Linked DNA regions of Mus musculus: regions 1, 2 and 3 are each linked to region 4. Evidence: chromatin contacts called from public promoter capture Hi-C data. All regions are on one chromosome and are shown on one strand. Each heading gives the region's core, a stretch centred on a gene start, on an enhancer-like site or on the middle of the called end of the contact. The rest is flanking DNA. Distances are from core to core; before and after follow the strand shown.

What was found. Promoter capture Hi-C pulls out the DNA fragments that hold promoters and counts their contacts.
Region 1: a contact with region 4 is called in a promoter capture Hi-C map of embryonic stem cells, with 5 times the contacts expected there. The contact joins the promoter of Rnf20 here to the promoter of Plppr1 in region 4. A contact is called at or near these places in 5 of 39 promoter capture datasets (cranial neural crest, embryonic stem cells, liver and 1 more), 1 of 484 Hi-C or Micro-C datasets (cortical neurons) and 1 of 115 datasets of contacts at active chromatin or transcription factors (forebrain).
Region 2: a contact with region 4 is called in a promoter capture Hi-C map of stem cell-derived epiblast-like cells, with 5 times the contacts expected there. The contact joins the promoter of Pgap4 here to the promoter of Plppr1 in region 4. A contact is called at or near these places in 7 of 39 promoter capture datasets (the C10 cell line, embryonic stem cells, hippocampal neurons and 3 more) and 1 of 9 other capture datasets (embryonic stem cells).
Region 3: a contact with region 4 is called in a promoter capture Hi-C map of hippocampal neurons, with 2.7 times the contacts expected there. The contact joins the promoter of Msantd3 here to the promoter of Plppr1 in region 4. A contact is called at or near these places in 2 of 39 promoter capture datasets (hippocampal neurons and liver).

The regions. Positions count from the first base shown.
Region 1 is chr4:49,627,850-49,633,984 of GRCm38.p6, forward strand. Rnf20 (ring finger protein 20) reads left to right here and starts at 4,211. Exons shown (of 21, transcript NM_182999.2): 1 at 4,211-4,362; 2 at 4,516-4,663; 3 at 5,405-5,561. The coding sequence starts at 5,433. It overlaps Gm45952 (predicted gene, 45952), which reads right to left and starts at 4,103. Exons shown (of 2, transcript NR_168526.1): 1 at 4,006-4,103; 2 at 2,809-3,014.
Region 2 is chr4:49,594,127-49,600,075 of GRCm38.p6, forward strand. Pgap4 (post-GPI attachment to proteins GalNAc transferase 4) reads right to left here and starts at 3,750. Exons shown (of 2, transcript NM_025944.4): 1 at 3,498-3,750. Gm33106 (a long non-coding RNA gene) reads left to right here and starts at 1,713. Exons shown (of 3, transcript XR_390562.3): 1 at 1,713-1,754; 2 at 2,730-4,702; 3 at 5,429-5,646.
Region 3 is chr4:48,536,161-48,542,270 of GRCm38.p6, forward strand. Msantd3 (Myb/SANT-like DNA-binding domain containing 3) reads left to right here and starts at 3,921. Exons shown (of 3, transcript NM_001145924.1): 1 at 3,921-4,111.
Region 4 is chr4:49,056,579-49,062,576 of GRCm38.p6, forward strand. It overlaps Plppr1 (phospholipid phosphatase related 1), which reads left to right and starts at 2,884. Exons shown (of 8, transcript NM_178756.4): 1 at 2,884-3,039.

The DNA.
Region 1 (6,135 bases), core at 2,961-5,460, 570 kb after region 4:
GAGTCCAACTGCAGCCATTTCCCTGGTTTGCAAAATCTGAACTAACCAAGCCCCATGACTTCATGAGCCAAGCTGTTCTTTTCTCATCCATCTTCCTGTGTGTGAGTGTGTGTGTGTTTGGGGTGTGTGTGTGTGTGTGTGAGAGAGAGAGAGAGAGAGAGAGAGTGTGTGTGTGTTTCTGTAGAAAGCCTTGCCATGTGTGAAGATGACAGATGACTTACTAGGACTTCTGAGAAGGATAACTTCCTCCGTAGCTGGATGTGGGGGGAGGGCACTCACAGGGTGAGAACGTAAACTTTCAGGAAAGGCTTGTTCTCCTCTCAGTATTTCCTCCCGGCACTCAGAAGTTAAGGTTGGAGGTGGCTTTGATCTCTTTCCATCTTCCTGAGACTCCCTTACAGATTCTAACCCCATTTTGCTGGCTTTATTCTTAAGAAACACAGAGGCTAGTTTGGGTCCTCACACAAGATTCGTGGAAGAAAGCAGATGAAAGGAAGAGACAGAGACAAGACAGGTAGGTAGCTCAGAACAAGGACTTGAAAGCAGAAACCCTTTGATCCTCTGGCCAGGAATGCCAGAAGGGAGCTTGAGGGTTTTAAAATCTCCTCCTAAATGAGCACCACGCATGGAGGCTCTACCCAAAGGTAGGAACTGAAACCATCGTGCAGACATTAACCCTTTCTGTCTAATAGCTATGGAACTGGCTCTATATTTTCATAATGAAATGGCTCTCTCTATATATCTATTCCCCAATATTAGCCTTTGCTTGCTATTCAGTGACCTTATGGTAAGCTGTAAGACATCAACTCTTGTCAGAGTAGTGTCTTTTATGATGCTTTTCAACGGGTGGGCCAAGGAAACTGAAGTGGAAACTTAAGGGTTCCTTGGAAAGTTGGTTGGATGGTGTTTTGCTGGGGCAAACACATAAAGGAAAGTTTCTCTGAAGCAGACACAGGAGAGGACGTTCTGCTAAAGGAAGCACCTGAAAGGACACATGGTGAAAGATTCTTTGCTAATGACACACATGTATTGGTCCACATTACATTGCATAGTTGAGTAGCATTTGTTGGGATGCCATAGAGAGAAATGCACCAAAAAACCCTTCTGGTAGTGTGCTGCAGTTTGTTGGCGCTTCCAAGGACTCAAGCTGATTGGATGCACATGCTGAGGCAAGGCATGTGGAGGACACGTGATGTTTGGAGGGTAGAAATAGGATTCCAGGGAGACAGAGCTTGGCTTGCTGGTTCAGCTAGCTGTACAATGCTCTCAAGGTTTTGCTGACCTTTGCTCCCTGAGAGAGGCACAGCTGAGAACTTCTCCTGGAGTTCAGTTGGTCCCTCCTGCTGATTTGAATCAAGGCTGAGGCCTGACTGTCTCTGTTAGGTCGTGTCACCGCTGTTGCTAACCCGACTCTACTGAAATGAACTGCTGGTATATCCATGAGGTATTTGCAAGTGGGTCAAGCTGCCACTGCCTGCTAATCTGTGAACTGAACCGCCATTTTCCAGACAACACAGATGGAAATTGTTCCAAAGAACCTTTCTAAACAGGTCCACACACACACGCTGCCCCTTATCCTTCCTTTTACATTACCCCTGGTGGGTGGTAGGTTATAAGGAAGGTTTAAAGCATTTAAGACCTACCATTAAAAATAGGATTTGAGCCGGGCAGTGGTGGTGCAGGCCTTTAATCCCAGCACTCGGGAGGCAGAGGCAGGTAGATTTCTGAGTTCGAGGCCAGCCTGGTCTACAGAGTGAGTTCCAGGACAGCCAGGGCTATACAGAAAAACCCTGTCTCGAAAAACCAAAAAAAAAAAAAAAAAAAAAAAAAAAGGATTTGAAAAAAATTAAAGGTACAGAAACAATTCTCACACTTCATTTTCACCACACTGCAGGGTCAAGTGCAGGGTCAAGTTCATTTACAGACAATTTTCTCTGGAACAGGTTAGATACTGCACTCCAAATTTTCTCTGGAACAGGTTAGATACTGCACTCCAAGGCACCAACAAAACAAGTTTTTCCACAGTTGACTTTTGTAGTGGCTATTTCTGGTTGTCAACTTGATTATATCTGGAATGAACTACAATCCAGAATTCGAAGGCTCACCTTTGGTCCAGATCTTGAGGCTGGGAGACACATTTCTGACCTGGATCTTGGCATGGAGATCTTGAGACATAGTGGCCACGAAAAGCATAGGATCAGGCGAGGTAGTACATGCCTTTAATCCCTGGAGACTGAGGCCAGGTGATCTCTGAGTTCAAGGTCAGCCTGGGACAAGCAAGTCCCAGATCCGGGAGTGGTGGTACACCACACCTTTAATCTGGGACACACTTTCTGCTGGAGGCCTACATCGGGACACTGAAAGAAGGAAGATTCACTCTTTGCCTGCTTGCCTTGTGGAACTGAGCAACTGCTAGATCCTTGGACTTCCATTCACAACTGCTGCTGACCATTGTTGGGGAGTTGGACTGCAGACTATAAGTCACCAACAAATTCCCTTACTAGAGACTACCCATAAGTTCTGTGACTCTAGAGAACCCTGACTAATACAACCTTCTTGTCTCATGCACAGGTAAGACTAATCAAGTACAAGAACACCCAAATTCTTTCTACTGCCAGAAATTCGGTGTGGGTTAGGTTTTCCTCCAAACATATTTACATGTATTTTTTAAAAAGGGTATAGCAGCCATTCTTACATCCCTGTGCCTTTATCTGCTGTCATTGGTTAATTTGCCACAATTTCAGAAGCCACACTGCTTTTCAAGGGCAGATTAGATCGATTGCCTTTTTATCATTAAAATGCATTTAGTAAAATTGAATGATGTAGTTTATTTCTAACGTAAAAAAAATATCAACGCTCAATAAATTTTAAACATCCTGGTACTGGCCTGGCAAGATGGTTTAGTGGGTAAAGGTGCTTGTCACCCCGAGTTCAGCCCTTGAGACCCGAGCCTTCGAAGTACGACCTAGCTCCAAAAGTTGTCCTCTGAGCTTTACATGTGGGCACTCGAACACCTATGCACACATTAAAAAAAAATCATATTAAGACGGGTACTGAGATTACAGACTAATTGACTTGTTCTTAATTAACACCCTCCTCCCCCCCCCCGACCCCCCCCCCCCCATCCCCAGTGTCTCTGGTCAGTATCTTATCCTCTCCAAACACTAAAGCAGTAGTTTCCAAACCTGTGATGAGAATCCATAGGGGGAAGATGGGATGGGATGAAGGTGGCTTTATTTTTTTTTTTATTTTTTATTTTTGGTTTTTGAGACAGGGTTTCTCTGCGTAGCTCTGGCTGTCCTGGAACTCACTCTGTAGACTATGCTGGCCTTGAACTCAGAAATCTGCCTGCCTCTGCCTCCCAAGTGCTGGGATTAAAGGCATGCGCCACCACCGCCCGGCGAAGGTGACTTTTTAACCCTACAAGAGACTAAAGTTCTCCAGCTGAGTGTCATTTGCAGGTAGTGCTAAATAGAGACCCCGCTTATTTATTTTGGCCTTCCCAGACAGGAGTTTCTCTGTGTAGTATTTATTTATTTTGAGGCAGGGTTTCTATGCATAGTATGTATGTATTTATGTGCTTATTTATTTTGGTTTTTCAAGACATGGTTTCTCTGTGTAGCTCCGGCTGTACGAGAACTCGCTTTGTAGACCAGGCTAGCCTTGAACTCAGAGGAATCAGCCCGCTTCTACCTCCTGAGTGCTGGGATTAAAGGCGAGTGCTACCATCGCCGTGCTGGAATCCCCTTTAAGGAAACTACACAGAACTAGAAATCGGTCAAATTCCTTGAGTTTTACGCAGGCTATTTCATCTCTTTAAAGAGTGCTCCACCCACACCTCAGGTAAGGGCGCTTGCCCTTTGGGAGATGGACAGGACCATCAACCAATTAGCAGCTTGGATGAGATAGGACCGCCCCCCCAACACAAAACATAAACAAAACGCTTTCCGTCAGTAATAATAATGGACCTTAAAAAAAAGAAAACAAAAAACAAAAAAACCGTACACAATGCTTCGCGTTGAAGAGACCGGTCACTTTGGGACTGGAGTCTGAAACAGTCCCCGCCCATCCCAACACAGAGGCGGCAGCGCACACGCAGAACTGACTGCGCCCCCTCCTCACGCGTCACTTCCGCCTGGCGGTCTCCCACACGTCACTTCCGCCCTCTCCTCGCCGTGCCTCGGGTAAAGTTGAAGCAACTTCCTTTTCCTTTTCCCTACTTCCTCTCCGTGCCTCCGCCTCCGTGGAGCTCAGTCCCTCTCGCAGCGGATCCCAAGTGAATCCCTTGGAGTCCCTCTCGGGCCTTCGTGAAGAAGCGCTGGGAGCCGCGCGCTCCCTGCGGCGGGAGTTGCCAGAGCCCAGGTTTGCTCTGTCGTCTGCTGCTCCCGGGCCGTGAGCGGCGAGGACTCTCGGGTCCCATCTTCCCGGCCTGTAGTTAGCCACGCCGGAGCCAGCGGCCAGCGCTCTCCAGTCAAGCTGCGCTCTCTCCTCAGCTCCCGTCTCCTCTCTTTGCAGGCGAGGTCCAACCCAGATTGCTGCTTGCCATTGACGCCTCGTCCCGGAGTTTGGATCGGAAGCCGGCTGGATGTAGACCCCTGATGGCCGCGGTGCTCGCCATCTAGCATCCATTCCACCTCCTTGTGAGTTTCGGAACCAGAGTCAGGTAGGAAATACTGAAAGAGCATCCCGTCTGAACAGATAAAGAAACGGGGATTGTTGGCAGGTTCGGTCTCTAAAGGCAGCCCGGCTCCCCAAAGGAAGCGCTGGGGTGCTCACCTACGTCTGACATCTGGAGAACTAACTGCTCAGGGAGCGTTTACAAGGCTCTGCAAAGAGAACGCTTGCATTTCTGGGTGCTTAGTGTTCATCTGACATTATGCTAAGTTGTTTCTATAACTATGCCATCCATTTGTTGCAGTAAGTCTAGCAACATGTTGTTGTCCTTCGTTTAGGAAACCGAGATTCAGAGATAACTGACTTGTATAGGATTAATGACTTAGCTAATGTTTCCCACGTCTCTTGCCCCAAGTCTCCTAATACTTTAACCTTAACCTCTGTCATAAATAAACTCTCCTTCTTTTAGTTTTTTGTTTTTGGCATCTCAGGAAGTGAGAATCCTGAAATTTATTCATAGCTTCTCTATTATTTGAGTAGAATTTTATTTGTTATTAGCATCTTGTGTAGAAATTTATAATCCTGTCAATCCCATTCCTCAACAGTTCCCCTCCCCCTTCTCTCTTGATTTAGGGTTGATGGGTTTTGTCGTAGAATTATTTGATTTAGGTTAAAGAGTTGGCCTGAAAAAAATTACTAGTTTTTATATACAGGTACTTTATATTGTGGCATGTCTGCTTATCTTGATTCAGTTCATGTTTTCTATTTTTGTTTCTGTTTTTTCATTCAGAAAAATATAACTGTCATCTTATACCAAGATGTCAGGAATTGGAAATAAAAGAGCAGCTGGAGAGCCGGGCACATCTATGCCTCCAGAGAAGAAGACAGCTGTTGAAGATTCAGGGACCACCGTGGAAACAATTAAGTTAGGAGGTGTCTCTTCAACGGTACGAGAAAACGAGGCTGCAAAAGTGTGCTTGGCTTCTGTCAGTTGTTCCTGAAAGTAGAAATTTATGGAAGCTTCTTGAATTAAGAGATAAGCATTAGCAAAGAAGAGGGAAATAGATGAATTGATGTGGTGGTCAGTTCTTGAAGTGAGGTGTATTAATTTATGTTTGATCTGTATTTGCAAGCTGTGGTGTTTATTTTATTTTATTTTATTGAGAGTCTGACTACAGTAGTCTTTGCTATAGTTAATTGGCACTTTTCCCTTACTGAAAAATAGGTGCCGTGTTCTGAGAGGCACCCTAGCAAAGCCTTTGAGAGTGCTAGTGCTGAATGAGAGTCAGATCAGTGCCCGGGGTGTGTGTGTGTGTGCGTGCGTGTGTGTGCGCGCGTGTGTGTGCGCGCGTGCGTGCTCTCTGCCATATCTCTTGGCTGTATGGCCTGTATTATCTGTCCTGTGCCCGTTTGATTGTGAAATGAATCTGTAGTACCTGTGTGTGACATTGGGTTATGATGGAGGCAAAATGGGAGTCCTTGTAAAGAGCTCAAACGTTGTAAAAGCAATAGCATGCACTC
Region 2 (5,949 bases), core at 2,500-4,999, 540 kb after region 4:
TGGATCATTTTCGATCTGAAGTTAGCTGGGTCCACAGATACGAACCCCGAGGTACGGAGTAGAATATCTACTTTCAGAGATTTATTACATCCTCTCTGCACACTCCAGGGTGTGTTAGACCCTTGATTCCATTTGGACCAATTGGCTCTCAGATAGCAATATGATTTAATCCTGTTTAGGTGGAAAAAAGATTCTATCAATCCATAAGCAGGAAATTCAAAGCCCACACACTGCCCGTGTTGCCTGATGCCTTTCACGACTTTACTCATAACCCTTCACTCAACAACCCTTTAAGTCCCTTCTTCTTTTTTTTGTTTGTTTTTTTGTTTGTTTTTCGAGACAGGGTTTCTCTTTATAACCCTGGCTATCCTGAAACTCACTTTGTAGACCAGGCTGGCCTCGAACTCAGAAATCCACCTGCCTCTGCCTCTGCCTCCTGAGTGCTGGGATTAAAGGCGTGCGCCACCATGCCCAGCTTAAGTCCCTTTTTACTGGGTTCAGTGTCATTTGTCTTTGATTTGCCTCACAGGCCTGGCACAGTAAGTACTCTATACCAAGAAGAGATTTAATGACTGTATTTTGGCCACCATGGCCCTCTTTATTTCTCTGCTATAAAACTGGGAGCAGCATACAGCCCAGTCACATACTGGGCAGAGAACAACTTATTTCTAACTTTGCCCAGCATTTATGTGACAGGGACTCTTTTAAGCATTGAGTGGATCTGCATAAAAAGCCTATAATAGTTATTAAATTCACTTTGTAGGTGGGCAAGCTAAGGCAGAATAAACTTGAAGTGGTTAACAAAGATTTTGGAATGTAGTAGTAAAAAGGTCAATCCAGGATCCCTGCTCTTACCCAACATGTACGAGAGCGTCTGAGCCCAAGAAAGTGAAATGAAAACCCATCAGCAACAGTAAGAACCACTTTTACGACACGGTAGGTAACAACATAAAACAATATGGTGTGTGTGTGTGTGCATGGAACCACTGGTTACCTCTGAAGAGACATACATACTATGTATTTATAAAACACATAAAATAAATTATTTCATCCCATCCATCAAACTTCATTGACAGAATTAAAAAATAAACTCAGGTAAAGTGGAAAAGAAATATATTTAGAATAAAAATGAAATATACAAATAATTTGGAGACATGGGCAGACTATACACATAAAATTATACTAAAGGATATTTTAAAAGTCACTAATAAATGCATTAAAAGAACACTTTCCTACCGGAAAGTCTCAGTTAATAGAGAGGTGGTCCTTTTTCCAAAACAAGTTTTGAGAATTAACACAATCTCAAATCAGTTTACTCCAAGAGGAAGCAATATGGCTTCAACAAACAAGCATTTGCACAGGAATTGGTAAATCTTACAAGGTAATTCCAAGGCACACCTTTTGATGTGGGATAGCAAGTAATACACCTGGCAGCAATGATGATTTATGCTTCTTAGAACCAGTAAGAATGTCTTCCTTAAATTTTGTTCGTAATAGGAAGGGCTGAGTGATAAATGGGACGAGAAGGGCAGCTATGTTGATTCAAATTATAGAAAATGTACATAGTATGACCATTTTTTATTACATATAGGGAATATAATTTAATGAAAGTGAGCTGAGAGGCATGAGAGAAGGTTTCCTGCTGGCTTTCTACATGTCTGCAAAGAACATGTATGACCTCAGTGACCTGTACTCAAAATTTCACTCCACAATGAGTCTTGTGCCAGACACATGGACGGTGAGCAGGGCAGCAAGTAAGCCTAAATCCCCTTTAATCCCTAATTTAAATTGCTACATTTATGGTGTATTAGATATCTTATATTTGTGAGTTTGTCCCTTTTCATTATTGTTGTTGTATTAATTCTTATTTATTATATTGAGACAAGGTCTTGTTATGAAGCTCAGACTGACATGAAACTAGAGATTCTCTTACCTCAACCTCCCTAGCACTAGGATTGCGAGCCTGGGCCACTATGCCAGTGTGTGCCATGGCTCTTGTTATTTTAATTACTGAGACTTTATAGCATGTTTTATTATCTTATTAAGCCTATTTTTTTTCTCATGACCCAGTATAATTCTCCTAGCTTTTAAAAACAACTTTGGTCTACAGCCACACCACCCTCAATGCCCCCAATCTTGTCTAAAAACAACTTTATTGAGGCACATTTAGTACAACAAAATGTACCATTTAATTGTTCAAATAGTTCAAAGTTTTGACAAATTGATAGTCAGATTACTATCAACACATTAAAAAATTAACGAAAGCATTTTAAAGAATGTTTTGAATTATAATTAGAAAAACTACTCCAATTAAAATATGGATCCATATAAATGAGCAAGTCAAACACAGGTAATTAGGTATGGGTTCCTATGGATAAAGGCAAGCAAATTAAAACTACATACCATTATTAATATAATTACATTATTAATAATAACTACATTGTTAATATTAACTTCAAATATAGAAAAATTTAAAGCTAAACAGAGAATCTCAACAATCTAAAAGATGTAGTTTTGTTTATATTTTTCTTTTTTTTTTTTCTTTTTTTTTTTTTTTTTTCTTTTTGCTCCATGCTTATCATTTCCATTTCTTTTTTTCTGGTTCTCATCATATTAAGCATTAGACGAACCTTGTTTGCTCTTCTGGTCTCATAAACTATGTGGCGCATAAAGACCCCCTAGAAATCCTCCAATAAAACTATTTCCCATACATGGTTTATTTCTCTCAGGGAAACCGGCGTGCACTTGCGCGCACACCCACACCTGCAGTTTCTGGTGATAATCCGCATGGTGAGATCATCACTGAAGCCGCATTGTGGTCCCGCAGGGAGAGCAAGGGTCGAGCAGGAGATGCCAGGTCACTGTGACCTGCGGGGGTTCAGGTCCCGCGACAACCTCCTGAACGCAGTGCGGCACGGGCGACGCCTGGCACAAGAACCTGAGCGAAAGCTGCGACACACCCATCCATCCACTCTGGGGAAAATAATAGTGACTGAAAACCCCTAGCTTGGCATCTAGGGCCCTCGCTGACCTTGGGGAGTCCCCTCTGCCCACCGGCCTCAGTTTGCCCACCTTCAGGCAGAGACTGCGAGTCCAGCGCAGTGGCGTTCCAGGCGCGGGCGTTCCCGGGAGCGGGAGGGGCGCCTTCCTCCGGTCACCTTCGCTGGAGGACGCGCCCCGCCGAGGACGGGCGGAGGGGCCCCCGCTCCCGGGCAGCCATTAGGGGGTAGCGCTCAGGCCGGCCGCTGTGTGGGGCTCCCGGGCTGCATCCTCGGGCCTGGTGACAACCCGGCCCGGCCGGCGACAGCCAAAGAGCGAGGCGACCCGCCTGGTGCCACAGACGCACCGAGGGCGGGGCCGCGGCCGAGCCAGCCTGCGGGGCTCAGGGCGGGGGACGCAGGCCTCGGGAGCACCACTCCCCTCATCGGCCGTCGCTCCCACATCGCGTCCCCTCGAGGGCGCGCTTCTCCGCGACACCAGCCCGGCAGGAAACCTACCCCGTGGAGGCGTCAGCTACGTCCTGGCTTGCCAAGGCCACCGCCGCTGTAGCCCAGGCCACCGCTGCTGTAGCCCAGGCTGGCTGGTCTCGATGGTGGCGCCTTGGCAGAACCCTGCCGGGCGGAGAGTAGCGGAAGGCTCGCCTCCTCCAGCATTCGCTCCGGTGCAGGGCTCCCCTCGCTCTGCCAGGCCACGTGACCTGAGAGCTGCGGAGCAACTGCAGCCCCCAAAGCTGGCTTGGGGGTGGGGGTTGCGGGGCGGGGTGGGGGAGAGGCAAAAGGCGCCAACTGATGGGCAGCGAGGGAAAAGCAGGGTCGCTCCCAAGTCAGGAGAACAGGATGATGTCCCTTTTATAATGTGAATGCAAGCCTAGGTTTTATTCCATCAGGTGGGCACAAGAAGAAAGATGTATTTTAATAAAGCATCTCGCCCTTTGCGGAAGCGTTTGTGTAGAAACCTATTTCTCTGTTTCTGAATGGGCTTTAATCTTCTAAACGCCTTCTGTTTAAATGCAAAAGCCCCTGGGAGACATAACTGGAGAGGGAGAAAAATATACGCACTGGGGTAGAGTAATCCTGACGTGCAACACAGGGAAAGCATAGGAAATGACTCAAGGAAGGGGGAAAAAAACTGCATGTCTGACTATGAGAAGGTAAAAAACAGCCAGCTTAGTACCCTGGCCTCACCAGGGCTCTCACCACCATACATCTTTGTGGCCATTTTTATTGCTTCTATTCCATGTCAGTTTGCCAGTGTAGGCTAGGACTTAAATGAGTATTTTGGATGTACATATAATAGGAATTTTTTTTTTGGTGATCATAATGTTGTATTGTCTGATCATTATCACTTAAATACTCAGGATGGAAACAAGTTGCAAGATTAGGAGGCACCGATAGAAAATATCCAGTAAAACCCTTTCTGTAACAGGGTACATACGAGTTTACAGGGTTAAAAAGAGGAAATTCCATAAGTAAATTATTTGATGCAAAAAATGAGATCATCATCTTGTTTCCAGATGTTCTAGCTGCTTTCTACTACAGAGGCGAACAATCCTGAGCTCAGCCTATTGAGCCAAGTTCCTGCTGTTGAAGCCTCTCAGAACTCATGTCACTGGGGTTCTTTGTGTCCACTTGAAGGAGCCTTGAGGTGATCGCAGAAAAAGACAACCAACTACAAGAAAGGCCATGATATCTGCCTGATTTAGGTGAAAATTTCTTGTCATTTGCTTGTCTGGTTTGTATGTTTTAGCTGTGTGTACTGGCTGGTTCTGCGTGTCAACTTGACACAGCTAGAGTTATCACAGAGAAAGGAGCTTCAATTGGGGAAGTGCCTCCATGAGATACAGTTGTAAGGCATTTTCTCAATTAGTGATCAAGAGGGGAAAGGCCCCTTGTGGGTGGTGCCATCTCTGGGCTGGTAGTCTTGGGTTCTATAAGAAAGCAAACTGAGCAAGCCAGGGGAAGCAAGCCAGTAAGAAACATCCCTCCATGGCCTCTGCATTAGCTCCTGTTGTCTGACCTGCTTGAGTTCCAGTCCCGACTTCCTTCAGTGATGAACAGCAATGTGGAAGTGTAAGCTGAATAAACCCTTTCCTCCCCAACTTGCTTCTTGGTCATGATGTTTTGTGCAGGAATAGAAACCCTGACTAAGACAGCGTGTGTTTTTAACTTTGTTGGTAGTGCTTCTTTCAGTGTTTTATTCCCAGTTCTTTTGAGATTAGAAAACTCACCCGTAAGATTTTGTTCACTAAGTCTGTGGAGAGCTTTTCTTTAACGGTCCAGAATAAAGCCTGTCTTTGAGGAGTGTTCCATGTGGCCTTGGAGCGATACATGCTGGGCAACTGTTTGGTTTTACAGTGGTTTCATTATTTTAAAGCGTCCTGTCAGGCATAGTACTGTTGACACTGTCTTTCCTGGTTTTGACTTTCTAGCTTTGTCAGCTGTGGAAAACTGTCTGTGAAGATTAATGAAGCTGTGCATCATCCACTTTCTTCTCACTTTAAATGTTCACACGTCTTATCATATGTTCTATTGCTCTGTAATCAGGCGTATGTACACGGATGACGGCTCTCCCCTCTACCAATACAAAGTGCCTCTACCTTTGGCAGTATGTTTATAACGCATCTGATAATAAACCAGCTATTCCGGCTTTCTTCTCTTTTCTCTAGACGTATCTAATGAATGACAAAACAAAACAGGCCATTGCTGGTATTGCATTAACTCTGAAGTCTACAACTTTCTCCAAGGACTATTGGGTGTTGCTCTAGCACACAATTTACTTGCCTGGATTCAGTGTTCAATTTCACACTGTGTGTTTCCTGCAATAGCTGATATCTCGGATCATTTTTCCTCCTCTCCTTTTACCCCTCCCCATCCATCCAGCTTCTGTTATACTTGCATAGGCTCCCCACTCCCCCACGGTGTCTTGTCTGTATTCCAGTAGATTTGCAAT
Region 3 (6,110 bases), core at 2,671-5,170, 520 kb before region 4:
CACTTAACTCTAATTTATCCTAAATATTTTGTTCGAGAAATAGAGTCCTATTAATACAAGGATTCCAGTGTGTCCATCTTCCCAGGCTACCCTTTGGTGAATTCTCCCATTTGTAGTCCCATTATATTGGGTGGTTATTTTGCAACTGGTGATCCCCATCCTCCACGCCAGAACTATGTATTGGACCTGAAGTGGATTTCTAAACCAAAAGCAACCAACACATATGCTTGGCTTGTCCTTGTTTGGTGCAATGAGCTCAGCCTGTTTGCTTTTTATCTGTGTAAATATGAACCAAGGGAGAGGGCATTTCCGCACTCACCATAGTCTGGGGTGATGGTGACAGTGACAGTGACGTCCGTTATGGCTAGGTGCAAGATAGTTAAGCAGAGGAAGCAGGCTGGGAGATGGAGAACGGGCACATATACAGAGAAAGATGTGACAAGAGGAAGAAAGAGAAGACACAGAGAAAATAAAGAAGGCAGGATAGAAAGAGATATGGAAAGACACACTGACAAAGTTAATGTGGTGGTGCCCTCCTGTAATCACAGTGTACGGGAGCCAGAGGCAGGATGGTGAGGAGCTGGAGGCAAGTTTACGCTACATAGAAAGACTGTCAAACAATAAAAAAAAGGGGGGGCGGGGGGGGCGGGGGAGAAGGATTAGCAACTTGGAACTAAGTATATAAAGATTGGTCCCTAGTGGCTTTTAGATACCTGCAGATCCTCCAGCTCATACTGGTTCTGTCTTTCCAATTTGCCTCAGATTAAATAAATATCGTCCTTTGAAAAGGCCGGATGCGACTCTGTTGCTTGGTAGAAAAGCCACTTTAAAATAGTTTCTAATATCCATTCTCAGTTAGATTCCGGGGGCTTCGTCCACTCAAAATAGTAACAGGCAGAGAGATAAAGGAAACATCAATTTGCAAAGAACATTGTGATTTTTCAGAACCCTGCTGTATTCAGGTTAGTTGCTCAATCTGTATTCTCTCCTTCAGAAAGCTTTTGTAGCCACCAGCTGCTATGTCAAGACTGCTTGGTAAGCCTGGGCCAGAGCAATCAAGCGCATGCTTAAAGCTCTTTTCAACTAGCACTAATAAACATTGTGGGAGTGGGCTGCAATGCCCTGAGGCAGGGGTATGCCATCACCTTTTCCCCACATAGCTTTACTTACTGGTTTCTGTGTTAATTTTGCTCTTCTGTGCATATTTTCCTTGGAGAACTTAAAATAGCTTTGTTATCGATACATACGATAGTATTTTCTATTTACTAGCTCACGGCCAAGCCCTCTGTATTCACCATCTCATTGAAATGGCCCTATTAAGTAGGTGTTGCTCCACTATACAGATGTTAACACTTGAACAGCCACGCTAAAAACTTGACCAGGGTAGTTTGCCACCCCTAGTCAGGAAACAGCGAGTCAGACAAGATGAAGACATTGTGTTAGGGATTTGAGTTGTCACCCTGGCCATATTAGTTTTGAAGCTAGCCTGACTCTCTTGATTTGAGGAGAAACTCGTGGTCAAATGTCTTCTTAGCAGTATGTCTTCATGTGGCTCAGGCCAACCTTCAGCACTTTAAACAGAGAACTCTGACCATTTATTGAGGTTCAGGTTGAAGGTTTTACCCACCTGTACTGGCTAGTTTTGTGTCAACTTGACACAGGCTGGAGTTATGAAGAGAATGGAGCTTCAGTTGGGGAAATGCCTCCACGAGATCCAGCTGTAAGGCATTTTCTCAATTAGTGATCAAGGGGGGAGGTCCCAGTGTGGGTGGTCCCATCCTTGGGTTGGTAGTCTTGGTTTTATAAGAGATCAGGTTGAACAAGCCAGGGAAAGCAAGCCAGTAAGTAACATCCCTCCATGGCCTCTGAATCAGTTCCTGCTTTTTGACCTGCTTGAGTTCCAGTCCTGACTTCCTTTAGTGATGAACTAACGTGGAAATGTAAGCTGAATAATCCCTTTCCTCCCCAACTTGCTTCTTGGTCATGATGTTTGTGCAGGAATAGAAACCCTGACTAAGACACCACCCCATCACGTAGGCATTGTTAACTCCCTCATAAACAATGAGAACACAGATTCAAGGAAGAGAAAATATGTCATGAAGAAATATGTAGTATATAGGTCCTCGTGGTACATCTCCTGCTTGCCCATACTTTACTACCTATCAATCAAATTTCCAATCTAAATTGATCTTCAAATTTCAGTCCAATAGTTTTCCTTTTTGTTTTTTGTTGTTGTTGTTTTGTTTTGTTTTTCGAAACAAGGTTTCTCTGTATAGCCCTGGCTGTCCTGGAACTTACTTTGTAGATCAGGCTGGCCTCGAACTCAGAAATCTGCCTGTCTCTGCCTCCCAAGTTCTGGGACTAAAGGCGTGCGCCACCACGCCCGGCTAATAGTTTTCCTTTGGTTACATCCTCAGAACAATATCTTTAAGGACTTCCGATCTGACATTACTTGGAAGGCCTAAGTGCAAATCATAAAGTTTGTTAGCCAATAGCACCCTCCCCACCCACCAGTCAGTTTCCTGACTCTGGGCAATTTCAAAGCTCCTGGGACAGTAGATAAGTTATTGTTAACACAAGGCAGAAAAAGTAGTTACAACTCTCTAGTCTAGTATTTTATAGGTGCTTCTGCCTCCATACCAGAAAATGTTAGGCTGTCTCTCTGTTCTTTCCCCAGTTCAAAAACCGGATGATCACCTGTTTAAAGACTGAATGTGTGACTCATGCCTGTAATTCCAGCATTCCAGAGGCAGAAGCAGGAGGATCTGAAATCCAAGGTCATTCTCTGCCTCATAGCAAGTTTGAGGCTAGCCTGGGCTAGAGGAGACCCTGCCTCAAAAAGCAACAACAAAGTTACACATGGCCACATTACCACATATGATCCAGAAATTCTACTCTAAGTATGTATCCCAAAGAATTGGAAACAGGTTCTTTAGACAAATGCATGTCTAGGGGTTTTCAGAGAACCAGTTCACATTAGCCAAAAGGTGGAAATAATCTAAACATCCACTAATTTCTGTAAGAACAGATATGCAAACTGTAGAATACACAATGGTCAGCTTATGTAGCCACAAAAAGCAATGAAGTAAGAGGCATGCTACAATCTGGATGAACCTTGTTTGGATTCTTTGACCTGGCCAGAGTGACCAGGCCCAATGAAGCTGGCCTGTGATATCAGCTACGAGCTAGGGAAGCTGAGGCAGGAGGTTTGTAGATTTGTAGGCTGCCTGGGCCCCAGAGTTCAATGCCAACCTGGGCAGCTTAGTGAGTACCACCCCCAACTACACACACACACACACACACACACACACACACACACACACACACACACATACACACATACACACAACCTGCCGCGTGCTCCAAAAAGACACACGACTCCATTTACATGAAATGTACAAAAAGGTAAATCGATAGAAACAGAAAAGAGATTAATGGTTTTCAGGGACTAGGCAAAGGAGTGACTACGTAATTGGTGCGGGGGTTTCCTTCGGATGGAACCCTTAAGAATAAGGAGGTGAAGTGATTATCGTTGGCTATTCTAAGTGTAATGAGTGCCACAGGATTGTTTATTTTTAAATTGTTATCTCTACGCTTGGTTGAGTTTCATCTCGCTTAAAAAGAAAAAGTTTGAGAACCTTCTCTTTGCCCTTCTCTGGGCTTGGAATCTTCTTCACGGATCTATGGCAAAAGAAACCGTCTTCATCCTGGGGGGAGGGGTGAAGGCCTTGTCGGCAGAAGGACCCCTGCCCCCAGTTGTTTAAGCCGCCCGGCATTCGTCGCAGCGCGCCTTGGGTCCCACTGGGTAGGCACACAGGGTCTGAGTCGTGTCCTGAGGTCGGTGCACGTAGCCGGGGTCCTTGGGGGGAGGGGGAGCGCACACCCCATCTCTGGAGACACATCCCGCCCATTAGAATCACAAAAGTTGGCGCTGAACTCAGAGTAGGAAGGGGTGCCGTTCCCAGCCTCGTGGAGTCCCCGACGAAAAGGGCCCACGTCAGTCAGGAGGCTCGCGCTAACTCGTGCGGGCGACTGCCACATCCCCGGTGTGGGAAAATGCATTCTTTTGTTGTTGGCGGAGACGGGCCCCTTCCGCAGCTCCCGGGCCAAGGTGGGCAGCGCGGCGGAACCGGGGCTCGGGAAGGTGGGGGACTGCACGGGGCCGCGCTCCCGCCCTCCGCGGCGCCCACGGAGCGGCAGGCGGCAGCGGCCCGCGAGGGGGCGGCGGCGCGGGGCTTTGTGGCCGCGGCGCGCGCGGCGGGGCCTGGCCGGCCGGGGGCGCGCGGCCGCCCGGCGCCTGGAGCCCGCGGCCCTGCCGGCCGCCCAGCCCGCCAGAGCAGCCCAGGCCGCCGCGCCCGCGCCTCCGCGCCCCTCCCCGGGACTTGCGGCCGCCGCGCCGCCGCTGCAGGTAGGAGGTTGAGGCCCGGAGGGCCGCGGCCGGCGGGGAAAGCGGGCGGAGCGGGAGCGCGGGGGTCTGGCGGGCTCCCGGGCCGAGCCGCCGCGCCCTCCTCCCCGCAGGCCGACGGCCGCCTGCGCGCGCCGCGGTGCCCCGGGAGCCCGGCCGGCCTGCCGCGTACAAAGCGCCGGCGCGCGGGCCTCGCAGACGCGCTGGAGCTCCCGGGACGGGAGCTTGGAGCCCGGGGCCCGGGAGGCTCTTGGGGGGAAACCCGGCTGACCCCGCGGAGCCCCGGTCCACATATCCCCACTGTGTGCGGGGGAACTGTGCTCACCGCTTTTCAGTACTTGTCTCCATTGAGACCCCCTGCCTCCTCCAGTCCGGTCCAGAGGTATAAAGGGCTGGGTCCCTCCTAAAGAGGATCTTAGAAGGAAATAGTGCATCACATCCCTGCCCGACTGACCTTGGGAAAGCTCCTTTACTCTGAGGCTGCTGGGTTGATGTTTCTATAATGGGGGAGTAGGGTGTGATGTAATACCCACCCCCAAGTACTATTGTGAGAGATAATGTGTGTCGGCTGATAGCTAAAATTAAGCACTTCATGTCCCAGGCCCTAGGTCCTAAACAGTTGGCTTGAATTATTAAACCATCGCACGGGCAATCTGTAAATTGCAGGAAGGGTTTTTATGTTGGAGTAAGAAACAAGAATTTAGTCTCCTGTTGTGATTATTGAGAATGGATGTTTTATTGCTATGATAAGTACAAAATGTTTTGCGGTACTTAGGATAATGGTTCTAGGATAAAGACACATATTTTCACACATTTAAAACTGGAGCTGGAATAATAGGGCCTGAGTTGTGTGTGTGGGATTTTCGCATATCCGAAGAGACCATGCGTGTGTAGTTACCCAGGAAATTGTTGAAAGTTAATAAAATAGTTCCTGAGTTTAGGATTGAGGCCAGCTACGAGAGTTTGAGACCGGAGAGCAAGAAAAGGGATGGAGAAAAAGTATTTCAAAACCCGGAGAAAGATGGGGTCATCCGCTTACTCTCCCCACAGCTGCGTCTTGCGACAGGTCCATTCTGAGGAGGTAGCAGGAGAGGTCCTGAAGAAAGATCAGAAGTTGTCTTTCTTTACTCCTGCAGCAGGGTGAAAGCGTTCAGAAGCCATGCAGACCCTGTCGTTAGGCCTGGAAAAGCGTTCTGCGACTTGGGATGCAGGGGTTCCTGGTAGCAGTGTTTGTTTGTGTTTCGGGAGATGACGATAGCAAACAGCCCCCAAGGTTGATAAGTGGTTAACTTAGCAGCGGCCTAACTGATGTGAAGAAGGGGAGTTGCGACCCTTCCTCACTTAAGTGTCCCAGTGGGCTTGAAGAAACTTTTGAGTTTCAGTTTGGGATGGGGGAGAAAGGCTTTGTAGCCTGCATGAAAAAAATGAGGAGGACAGGAAATATCCAGGGGCGGCAGTAGGGGGGGAGGGCAGTAAGGAAAGGAACTGGGCGCTTTAGTCCACAGCCTGCTGGAAGCATGGCTGGCCCCTTCTCAGAGAAGGCACCCTGCCCTCTCCCAATTTCTTACACCTTTCCCATGAGTGTGCCTGACAGACTTGTTGGATAAAGGAGTTTTGTTTCAAACTAGGACTCAGAAGAGAATTTGGGGGTACACAGAGATGCCCAGTGGAAAGAGCAAGTGCTCTGGGGGAGATAGACAGCTGG
Region 4 (5,998 bases), core at 1,634-4,133:
AGAGAGACCAGTACCATATGTTCTCTCCCATGCGGATCCTTGCCGCTAGCTATTGAGTTTGTGTATCCAGAAGGGAGTAAATATAGGTAAAGGCAGGAAACTAGAAAGGGGCCCACGTGACTTCGAAGAAGGACACTTTAAAGGAGTTGGGGTGGGGCTAGTAACAGAGTAAGGTGGAGCAGGGAATGCGGGTGTGTGTGAGAAGATACAGTGGGGAAAGTGGGGGTAAGATGAAGGACGGGTATGTGTCTGGGAGTAATCATCCAAAATGAAATGTGCCTGGAAACCGCATATGAAACCCTACTTAGCTAAGCTAATGTCAAATGTAAAGATAAATATTTTTCAAAGTTGATTGCCAAGGAAAGTGCCAGTCGGGTGGGGGGGGTGGACCTCTATTCATACGATGAGAAATAAGGGGTGCACATGCTTGCTTGAAGACACGCCTGTCTCACCGTTATGTCCATACATGAGCAGAAAGGTGAGGCTAGAATTAGTTACTATTTGCAAGGCCACGTGTCTTCATAGTATTCTTTTTACTACATGGATTTAAATACATTAGGGTGATGCGTGCGTGGGTGATAGAAGAAGCCAGAAGGGAAAATTGGGAAGCTTTGGTTTTCAACTTTTTCACTTGCACTCTCTTAGAAAAGAAAATCTCAGCTTAAAACAAAATTCAGGGTAATGAAAACGTTAACCAAAACACTGAGAGCCGCAGTTTGCAGAGAGCCATGCAAGCTAGGAAGTGTTATATGCTTTGTGTACATCGTGTCCCCCCTGAATTTTCCCCACTCCCCACATAGGAAGGTTTTATTCTTGAACTGTCCATTCATAGTTCTATAGTAGATGCAGTATAGAGGGATTCCACTTGATTCGCAGTTCCACACATGAAAGGTTCTCTTCACCTTTGACCTTGAAGCTACTTGACACTTTCAGATGGTGAAGTGGGGCCCGGGGAGATGGCTCAGCAGGTTATGGTGTCCACAATTAAACACCACAAACTTAGTTTGATTCTCAGGATCCATATATTGTGGAGGGTAAGGATTGGCTTTTGCAAGTTGTTCTCTGACCCTGCTAATATGAGAACCTTGAAATTCCTGTAAACATTGTTGATTGTTCTAAAGGGAATGTGTGTGTGTGCGCGCGCGTGCAGATCTCTCTTAGATATTTCTAAATACTGTAATAGCAAAACATTAAAAAAATAAAAACAGTCATGGTTAGGAGCCCCAAATATATGTCAGAGGTTTCATTGGAGACCCTGATCTTCCTCCTGGGTGGATGGAAATCCAACGTTACTGTTCTTTAAGCAAAGGACTCAGCTTTATTCTCAATGAGGGGGAAGGTATTGCCACCTGCCACACTTCCTGGGCAGCACTCTTTCTAAGAACCTCCTATCCTGGTGTTCTTAGTTCCCCCCCCCCGCCCCTTCCTGAACTTTGCTTTTGTTTGTGGTATTTAGACATGCTGTTTTCTCTCCTCTGTGTGTGTCCTAGGATTTGATCTAATTGTCTGCTGTTCAAGTGTCACTCAGCATTATTATTGAGAAGACAAATGGGACACAGGTCAGAGTTCATCAAGAAGGCATCTGCTTGCTAGAAGTGCACAGTGGAAGCCCTCCGAAGTGATCTTTAAGGAAAGCTTGGAAAACATTTGCCAGAGAGGGCCATCTTCTGTGCTTCTTCCTTGGAGGGATAAAAAAAAAAAACAAGTGAGTGCAAGGGAGTTCCAGAAAGTCCCCTGTTTGGGATGTCTTTTTCTAAAGTAGGGAAGCAAATGGGGTTATGTGTGCTGCTGCTGTTTGATTAAACTGTGAGAAGAAAATGGACGCTTGTTGGTGCACAAACATCGCTGAGAAAGTTTCCACTCCACTTGCTGAGTCTCTCACCTGCCAATGTCCAGTGGCTTCAGGTTACTGTGCCTTTACAGGCTCAAGTTCTCTTACTGGACTTTCTTAAGCTAACAGTTGTTCTTCCACTTAGCAGAGGGGCCAGAAGCCTCAACCTATGAGAGCCCACAATTGCTTTGGCACTGGAGACAAGCGGGGCAATGGCTGCATTGTTCTTTTTGCCCTCTTGAGTAGGCAACTGTCTTCTCCATCGGATCTTGACACGGAACAAGGCTGAATCCAGGGTCCTTGGAGAGTCACCTTCCTTCCGCTACCCTTTATGTGCCTTTCTGCCCTGAAGCCGTTAAAGCTGTTTGGACTGGACGACTCTGGACTGCCTGCCCTTACTCCTTGCTAAACACAGACTGGAAGTTGGGGGAAGAAGGAAACCCAAGTCAGAAAGCTCATTTTAGTCCAGGTGCCACCTGCAGCCCGGGTTTCCTTGTGGACTTCTCTGCATATATCATGCTTTGGCCTCAGAGATTGCTTGAGAAAGCACTAAAAATATCCAAGGCAAGAAAAACGCAGCGCTACCAAAGACTGGCAAGCAGAAGCGGCTCCTAGGTGGGTGGGGATCCTGCCACTGGCTTCCAGAGCGCGGGAGCCCTGGCGTCTCTGCTCAGGGAGCACCTAGGTAGCGGGATTCCCGGGCTGCCTTCCAGGAACCCCGCAGAGTCTCCGGTACTCCCTGGGGCACAACCCTGCAAGCTTCATGCTTCAGCTCTTGAGAGAGAGCAAGCTCGGTGCCCCTCTCTGAGCATGCGCGGTCCTCTCCCCGCCTCTACGCCCCCCCACGCCCCCTCCCCGCCGGCCTTTTGCTCCTTCCCTTTCATTAAACAAACGGGAGGTCCCAAAACCTGGACCCAACGACAAGAGGAGGCAGCAGAGGAGGCTTAGCAAGGGATGGTCGCCGAGGGGAATCTGTGATCCCGCGCACTCCCGCCCCCACCCCGCCCACGAGCGCACACACACACACACACCGCACAAACACACACACTCGCATACGCCCGTGCCGCGCGCTCGCCCGCTCGCTCTCCCACGCAAGCGGAATGCAGCAGCGCCTGAGGAGCTCGTCTGCAGCCGCTGCCTGAATGCACCTCGCCGCCTGCAGTCCGTCCGCCCAATAGGGCGCAAGGAAGGAAGCTTGGCCGCCAAAGGTGAGTGTGGTGCCCGGGGCACAGCTGAGGCTGGACATACTGGGGCGAAGGGGGCAGGTTTCCGACTGGACGAAGCGACTCAGGTGGCCCACGCCTGGCTTGCCGGTTGCAAGGTGCAGATGAAGGTAATGCCCTGGTTGTTCCGAGGAGGAGAGCGCGATCCCATCCCAGCGAGGATCTCGGCTCCTGCGAGGTGCCAGATGGACCCAGAAGAAAGCTACCCCGTCCAGGCTCGTAAACTTTCCTCTCCTGTCATTTGGAAAACGTGGAGACAAAGGGGGCGTGGAGGCGCTCTCTCGGTCCGGTTCCGCCCTTCAGACTGCATTGGGTCGAGATACCCAGCAGGGTTGCAGGGGTGGGCGTGGGGATCCGGAGACCTTTCCAGTAGCTGTTGTCAAACCCACCGCCCCAGCAGGGGTTGAGATTTCTCAGCCCCTAGCTGTAAGCGTTGCCATTGATTTTGCCTCAGGCGTGGGCACCTGCCAGAGATTCTCTTTCCTGAGCTCCAGGCGCATAGTAACAGTGTCACCTGGAGAATTAGGATGGCCAAGGGCTTTCTTGTCGACTTCGACGGTGACCGAGTTTCTAGGGTGAGGCTCGGGTCAGTGCAGGATGAGTGATGAGTTATTGAAAGGCTTGGAGTAATCACCTCCTAGAAACGCCGGGCCCCAGGGTCTCTGCTCCCGGGAGAAGGCGCTGTCTTCACAAACACCACTGCAGCAGATCTGGGAGCTGGGCTGAGACAGCTGTGTGGCAGCGGTGTCAAGCGAATCTGGGAATTTATTTTTGCCCTGGATTTTGTGGCACACACGTGTGGACTACGTGTAGGATTCTGGGCTGTTATTTGTCTTTGTGGGGATACAGGTTTTTTTTTTTGCTTTCAACCTATTCTGTGGAGATTCTTTGCCACCTGCCACCTAGTTATCTAGTTATTTCCCTACCTATTTCTCTTCTGCACCAGGGAAAAGGTCCTGAGAACAGAATTTCCATTTGAAAAGCCAGTCCCCGCTGAGATGAACTCTGAGCAAGGGTCTCTTGCGACTGGGGGAAGCCTGGAATCTAAGGGCCCTTTGAGGTAGCCAACACTGGGTCAGCAGGTGAGGCCAGACAAAGAGGAATAGAAGAGGGGCAAACGAGAGGCATTTAAAGAGGTGTGAACAGACAGCCAATTAAGGCAGGATGAGGGCCAGTGGCAGGCACTGTAAGGCGTTCACTGATTCCATTCTCCTTTCTGGGGCTGTGGTTGGCAGTCCCTGTTCATGGAGTGGGATCTACTTTGGAGGTGCCCAGGTTGTTGCATCTGGACCACAAAAGACTTGGTCTTCCCAAACTTGCCTTTACTATACAAACAAGTTTGGGTTTTTAGGTATAGAAAGTAAATGTGTTCACGTTTCTCCATCCTGCCGTGTTTGTGACTGGAAGGTTGGGTGGATGCACGTGGGTACAGTTTTTGTCTCTTCTATAAGCTAGAGTCTGGTGTTGAAGCGAAGCTGGTGCTGGCAGAAGAAATGCTGGAGGCCGGGATCCAGTATTAGTGACTGGACCATATAGCCATGGGGCCTTCTCTCAGACCTTCAGGTGGCAATGATTTTGCTTTGATAACTTTAGGACTGAAATGTGAGACACTGTGACATATATGAGCTTCACTAACAAAGTTCACATGAGAGACCTTGTTTTGCCGGGTGAGGCTTGGAAGAGGAAAGGAAAAATATAGAGGGGCAGGGGTGGGTTGATCAAGGGAAACAGAGGACTGAAAAAGCCTAGCTTTAGGACTCCATTGAAGTGTACAGCGAGAAAGAAATCCAAAAGTGTTTTTGCTTGTTCTTTTTCAAATAACTAGGGAAGAAAAGACCTTCCCAGAAGCTAGTTATTCTTACCTCAGGGTGACAGTCTCAGCCTGATTCTCGAAACTCTCGGCAGGAAAAGATGGAGGGTTTTGGCTTTTTTTTTCTCCCCTTACCTAGAGTTCTTTATCTGCTACAATATATTTTCTTTCTTCCTTTGCAAGACGCAGTTATTTTGAACACGCAGATTCTGTTGACAGGTGCCTATTGACCATGTGTCCTGCACTCAGTACCAGAAGCCACTCAAAATCTAGAACCCAGTTCTGGCCCTCAGAGTGTTTTCAGCCAGTGGGTAAATCTGGGCTTGGCACACACAGAGCAGTCAGCTTGCACTGTCTCTGCCCTGTACTGAGCTCCGGACGTATGACCTGTGTAGTCCTCACCCTTCCTCTGGATTGTCTCAGCGTTTAGAGAACAGGCACCAGGACTTGTTGCTGAAGGAAAAAATAAAAACAAAACAAAACCCAGGAGAGTAAAAGCTGGTTCAAACCTTCAAGAAAGAGCAAACCACCCCTGGTGTATAACCAACTCACTTAATGACCGCAGTATAAGCAGAGTGCCAACAGCACATGCAAGCCAATGATTTCCTTTTCTTCCCCTGGAGAATGTAAGTGATTCTTGGGATACTTTCGAAAAATTGAATAGTCTTTGCAAGGAGGGAAGGATTGAAAGGTAATTCTAGGCAGAGGAAATGTGTGACTGCTTGATACACATTGGGTAACTGTAAGTCGTCCCGTGTGACTGTAGTCATATAGGAAAGAATGGCACCTGGGTGACTCTAATTAACAGCTAATGCTGTGGAGTGAGTGTTTGTACAGAGATATGGCCAGGATGCTATGAAAGCACACAAAGGGAGAGCTTCCAGGGAAAGACAGGTTGGGGGGGATCAAAAAGTTTCTTAGGGAGTCTGACAGGAGGTGAGTCTTGAACAAGAACAAGAAGAGAAGGACTTCCCAGGCAGAAAGCAAATCTGAGTCATGGAAGGAGTTTTGTGTGGCTGCAGCAAGAGATGCAGGGTCCTTATCTCCTTAGAGTGGGATAACAGCATGTCAGAGAAATAAGCAGGAGTCACGAGTCACGTGTGTGCCGGGAATTCCCTCTGCCCTCACCCCCAC